Linked DNA regions of Loxodonta africana: region 1 is linked to region 2. A link is a contact called in public Hi-C data. All regions are on one chromosome and are shown on one strand. Each heading gives the region's core, a stretch centred on a gene start, on an enhancer-like site or on the middle of the called end of the contact. The rest is flanking DNA. Distances are from core to core; before and after follow the strand shown. Region 1 holds the start of C2H5orf47 (chromosome 2 C5orf47 homolog). Region 2 holds the start of BOD1 (biorientation of chromosomes in cell division 1).

Region 1 (2,929 bases), core at 261-2,760, 410 kb after region 2:
CAAGGATTTCATTTTAACTAGGATCCACAATCAACACCCAGGGAAGCAGCAGTCACGAAATCAAACAAGCGTTATGCAGATGACACAATCTTCCTTGCTGAAAGTGAAGAAGACTTGAAGCACCTATTGATGGAGATCAAAGACCACAGCCTTCAGTAGGGATTACACCTCAACAAAGAGAACAAAATCCTCATAATGGGACCAATAAGCAACATCATGATAAACAGGGAAAAGACTGACGTTGTCAAGGATTTCATTTTACTTGGATCCACAATCAACACCCATGGAAGCAGCAGCCATGGAAGCAGCAGTCAGGAAATGAAAAGACGTGTTGCATTGGGCAAACCTGCTGCAAAAGACCTCCTTAAAATGTTGAAAAGCAAAGATGTCACCTTGAAGACTAATATGCGCCTGACCCAAGCCATGATGTTTTCAGTCACCTCCAATGCACGTGAAAGCTGGACGATGAATAAACAAGACTGAAGAATTGACACCTTTGAACGGCACTGTTGGGGAAGAATATTGAATATGGACTGCCAAGGAAACCCTGGTGAAGTAGTGGTTAAGTGCCACGGTTGCTAACCAAAGGGTCAGCAGTTTGAATCTGCCAGGTGCTCCTTGGAAACTCTATGGGGCAGTTCTACTCTATCCTATAGGGTCACTATGAGTTGGAATCGACTCGATGGCACTGGGTTTCTGGGATGGACTGCCAAAAGAATGAACAAATTTGTCTTGGAAGAAGTACAGCCAGAATGCTCCTTAGAAGCAAAGGTGGCAAGACTACATCTCATATATTTTGGACATGTTGTCAGAAGGGATCAGTCCCTGGAGAAGGACATCATGCTTGGTAGAGAGTCAGTGAAAAAGAGGAAGACCATAAACAAGATGGATTGACACAGTGGCTTCAACAGTGGGTTTAAGCATAAAAATTGTGAGGATGGCACAAGACTGGGCAGGGTTTCGTTCTGTTCCACATAGGGATCGTTATAAGTTGGAACAAACTAGATGGCACCTAACAACAACAGAACCCTCTGCAGCAATGGATTCTTTCTATCTTCTTCCAGAAGCCCCCAACTTCACCCTGCTGACACTCCAAAACCAAAATCAAACCCATTGCCTTTCAGTCGGATTTCGACTCTGACACTCCAAACCAAAACAAACAAACAAAAAACCCGTTGCCATAGTCAACTGGGACTCATAGCGACCCTCCAGGCCCGTCAGATCCACGGCTAGTGCCACACCTAACCACAGGGAGGTGCACCCCAGTGACCTGGGCCCTTTCTCCGCCCTCTCCTTCAGCTCTTTTCCTTGGAGGGGTCTGCCCCCTCAAGATCTGCTCCCCCTCAAGTGATCTGGTGCCCAAATCCTCATTCCACTTTGGTGAAGAGTGGTCCGTCACCCCCCTCAGACGAGTAACCTCCTGCTCTCCCTTTTCCTCCTAGCTCCTCCCTGCAGAGTGGTGCACTCCCGACTCCCCTCCTACCTCCCTGCCCCTCCACACAGCCCCAGGATGACCTGGCCTCCTGGACCTCCTCACTCGCCCACTTCCTCACCCCCTCCCGCACGGCAGTCCGGCCCCCACTTCGCTCCGCCCCGCCCCCCGTGGGCCTCCCGCTCGCGGCCCCTCCCCCACCCGCGTTCTCGTCGCGCCCGGCGGGGCCCTGAGGGCACGCCCGCAGCAGTTGGGGAAGAGGCTGCGATGTCGGCAGGACGAGAGCGGGAGCTGGGCCTGGCCCGCTTCGTCTATGTGACCCGCTTCGGCTCGCACCAGTGTGGCGGCGTCCTGCAGCTGGGCGGCCGCCGGGCGCGGGGCCGTGGGTGCCCCGGGCTCGGGGCCGGCTGCAGCCAGGAGGAGCCGCGGGCGGCGGAGGCGGGAGCCCCGGGCGGCGGGGAGCTGAGCTCCGTCGCGGAGCTGCCCCCTGGCGCGGGTCCCTGGGCTCCCGCGGCCGCCGCCGCGGCCTCAGCCTCTCCGCAGCAGAGGGCGTCGAGGGCGCAGAGCGGCTCCAGGCCGGCGGCGCGTGCAGGTGGTGCGGCGGGATAGGACGCTCGGGGTGGGTGGTGGAGACCGATGCCCGGAACCTCCCCCCACAGTCAGGCGGGATTCCTGTCAGCCAGACTGCCTTCGCGTCAGTCAGCCTTTCAGCCCTCCAGTCTGGCCTTCCTGTTGGCGTTCCCTGCGTCAGCCATCTTGCTTGGTGTCGTCCCGCTGGAGGCAACCTTCCTGTCAGTCAGCTACTAGGCCTTCCCGAGCCTCCCTTTCAGCCTTCCTTCCCGCCCTCACTTGGCCTCCCTGTCAGCCTCCCAGACTTCTTGCCAGTTAGCCAGTTTTTCAGCTTCAGCAGGCCTCATTTCAGCTAAAACCGTCCTGCCAGCCGTCCACCCGACCTGGCAGTGAGTGGGTCGCAAAGACCACCAGCTAGCCTTCTAGTCATCCAGTCAACCTGCCTTCCTGTTAGGCTGCCAGCCAGGCTTAGCTCTCTGTCAGTCTAAGTTCTAGACCATGTGCCAAGGGTGGAAAGATAAGCTCTTGAATTCATTTCAGGCTGTGTGCCCTGGGAAAGGATTGCTGTAGTGGAAATGAAGGTCATTTGAGATAAGGAACAGATCTGAGAGGTCAGTGGATGGAGCCATTTAAGACCCCCCTGTCCAGCATGATGGGGGCCTTAGCATGGAGAAGATTGTGAGCCAGATGCTAAAGCCTCCATGATTGTGGGCTAATGACTAGGGTTCAGGGGTTGATTATAATGAACAAGAGTAGAGAGTGGGGAAAGAGGTCCCTGGGTGGTGCAAATGATTAAGTGTTCAGCTACTAACTGAAAGGTTGGGGGTTTGAATCTACCCAGAGGTGCCTTGAAAGAAAGGCCTGGTGATCTATTTTTGAAAAATCAGCCATTGGAAAACCTGTGGAGCATAGTTCTACTCTGAAACA
Region 2 (3,040 bases), core at 294-2,793:
GGCACCTTCACAGGAACACTGCCATATTATTAGTTCAGTAAATGTTCAATGAATAACTAGATTACGTCCTTCCCTTATCTTTAAGGTCTCATTTTCAGGCCACAATCTTCCTGTAAAGTACCAAAAACACACCAAACCTATTGCTGTAGAGTCGATTCCGACTCACAGCGACCCTACAGGACAGGGTAGCACTGCCTCATCGAGTTTCTAAGGAGTGCCTGGCGGATTTGAACTGCTGACCTCTTGGTTAGCAGCTGTAGCACTTAACCACTACACCACCAGGGTTTCCTCCTGTAAAGCAGGCAACAAGATTTCCATAATAGGTTAAAAGAGGGAAAAATCATATCCCTAGAGGAGCCCAGCCAGTAAGAGCGCCGCCAAAACCTACAACTTAAAGAGTCTTTGATCGTGCTTGGAAAAGCTTCTAAAAAAAGAAAATGAATATTCCAGAAATTAAGTGTCTGACATTTAATACACATTATTTCATTGAATCCCAACAAACCCTGACAAGTAGGTAAAGTGAAATTGCAGTTTTACGGGGGGTTGACCTATGGCATTAATTCTCAAATAAGCACCAAACCCCCTTTAATCAATGATGGAATACAATATATGGGTGCTTTAACAACAACGGACTTTAACTAGATACTAAAGTTTGCAAATCACTGAGGCAGAGCAAAGGAACAAATGAATCGCTATAATACGCTGATGACTGCATTCAAACTACCGCGTTCAATAGAGAACTTCTGGAAATTCTAAACCATTCTTGCTTACCTACCTGGTTTTCTCCACCGCTTGTAACGAATTGAGGTTTGTTATTGAGGGATTTAAAAGAGTCCCATCTCGGGAATGATAGAATCTGGGTTCTAAAAACTAGTATTAATCGCCCTGAAGTTCTGAGAAGCGATCAGGCTAAAATCGTACAGCTACAAAGTGGCGGGCTGGGAGTCTGCTCCACAGAAGTACGACTCAGCTCTCTGTACTGCCCCAAGCGGTTTAACACCTCACCGCTGAGATTTAAAAGGTATCTTTTGTCTTTTTGTCTCTGCTTTAGAAAAAAAAGGCTGCAACCTTGGCGGCCTCACACCCAGCCCGGCTTCGCTCGACCCAGGCGGTCTCAGCTACCTTCGTGTCCACGTCGGCCAGGCAGTCCCGGCGGAAGCTGTCAAACAGGCCCCGGCTCTTGAGCTGCTCCACGATGAGCGCGATGAGCTGCGGGTCGCCGGGGGGCAGCGACGCGGGGTTGATGGGGCCGCCGCTGCCGCCGGCGCCTGTCACGCCCGACGCTGCCCCTGCGGAGGCCGGGCCCGCTCCGCCACCGCCCACCGCGCCCGTTCCCCCGCCGCCGTCAGCCATGGCTGCGCTCCGGCCCCGCGACCGAGGCCGAATAAAGCTTCTTCTCAGGGCAAGAGGGCCCAAGTCGCGTAGAGGGGGTGGCGGAGCAGTAGGCTCCCAAAGAGATGAGGGAAGCGGGGGAGGCTGCGAAGGAGGCGGCGGTGCAGAAGGCAGGCTCTCAGGCGGCGGCGGCGGCGGCGGCGGCAGCAGAGGCGGCCGAAACTCCCCGCTCAATACCTGGCGCGCTCCAGATTGCGTCACTCTTGACTTTTGCATTCTGGGGCGGGAAGTTTTCGGCATCATTTCAGGCTTTCTTATAAGCAGGAGTGTGGCGCACGAAAACTACAATTCCCGGCAGGCTCCGGACGCGCCCGTCGCGAGTTTGCGGGGGCAGTATGGGAATTGTAGGCTCAGGCCCTCGTGGGTGCTGCAAGCGGGTCGCCTATCCCAGTCGAGTCACTACTATCCTCACATTAATCCAATTTATCTCAACAGTGCTTGATTATAAGAATCATCTGCGGTGCTTGCTAAAAGTGTAGATTACCAAGCTGATCCCTTGGAGACTCTGATTCAGTATTTCTGGGTCGGGGCCAAGGAATTTGTGTTTTTAACATGTACTCCCACCCCCTACTAAACAATATAATCAGGGAAATTTAAAAAACAGCGGACTTGTCAAATTTCTATTATTCAAAAATTTGACTTTTTCTTCTGATTTTAAGAGCAATGCATGCACATTTTAGAAAATTGGAAAAGTGTGAGGAAAGAAAATGAAGATCTCCGGTAAGTGTCTTACACGTGGGTGGATTTTCTCTCAGATATTAAATAATAATTAAAAACCTAGTATCGAGTAACTGGAATATGCCAGGCATGATGCTAAGCACTTTACAAGCACCACTTCAGAACAGTCTAAGAAGTAGTTGCTATTTTTCGCATTTTACAGATGCAGAAATGAAGGCGCAAGAGTTTGTTAACGTGAGCACACAGCTGGAAGTGGAAAGATAGGATTTGAACCCAGGTTTCCTGAATCGAAATCTTGCGTGCTTAACCTAAGGCGTGCTACATCCCAAGAGCTATCTGACATCATACAATAGATAAGGTTTTATATCCAGATTTTTTACAGCCACAATTCACTGTTGGAACTCTATGATTGCCACCATTATTCTCTCTTCTTTGCATCTTTTTGCGCTTTAGCTCCTGCCCACAACCCCGGCAATTATGTCAGCTGTTGTTATTTCCAAATCATACATGATAATGGAGGGGATGTAAATAATAAATTCTGCAATATCCTTGGCTTCCTGGAAGATGCAGGATTGGCAGAGATCCAGGATATTCTCCATTCCAACATTTACTACTCATGATAGTTTAAATTAACCCTCAAGATAAATATTCAGGTGTTAGTTTCTACTCGTCGTTTGGCATCAGCTCAACCTTCCTCATGATAAGTTAATGTCAAACATTCTCCCTTAATACCATCACCGTCCTTGAAATCACCTGAGATCTATTCCTACTAATGAACCCTACACTTTCATCATTCACAGTTAGCCTCAGAAGAAGCCCAATTCAGGCTGCCTGGGCCCCAGGTTCATTCTCTTCCAAGCTCCCTGATCACCTTGGCCAACCTCCCCTCCAGTTTAGGCACACCACACCTTACTTTCTTTCCTCAGGGCAAATTTTTCTGATCTCCAACCCTAATCTGGTTTTTTAGGGT

The links. Hi-C and Micro-C count contacts between places; a contact is called where the count stands out from the background.
Region 1: a Hi-C map of fibroblasts shows a contact between it and region 2, with 4 times the contacts expected there. The contact joins the promoter of C2H5orf47 here to the promoter of BOD1 in region 2. A contact is called at or near these places in 2 of 3 Hi-C or Micro-C datasets (fibroblasts and umbilical cord endothelial cells).

Annotation. Positions count from the first base shown.
Region 1 is chr2:192,671,837-192,674,765 of mLoxAfr1.hap2, forward strand. C2H5orf47 (chromosome 2 C5orf47 homolog) reads left to right here and starts at 1,511. Exons shown (of 6, transcript XM_064279719.1): 1 at 1,511-2,024. The coding sequence starts at 1,511. All of the region lies in intron 9 of CPEB4 (cytoplasmic polyadenylation element binding protein 4), which reads left to right.
Region 2 is chr2:192,259,527-192,262,566 of mLoxAfr1.hap2, forward strand. It overlaps BOD1 (biorientation of chromosomes in cell division 1), which reads right to left and starts at 1,544. Exons shown (of 4, transcript XM_003404666.4): 1 at 1,123-1,544. The coding sequence starts at 1,353.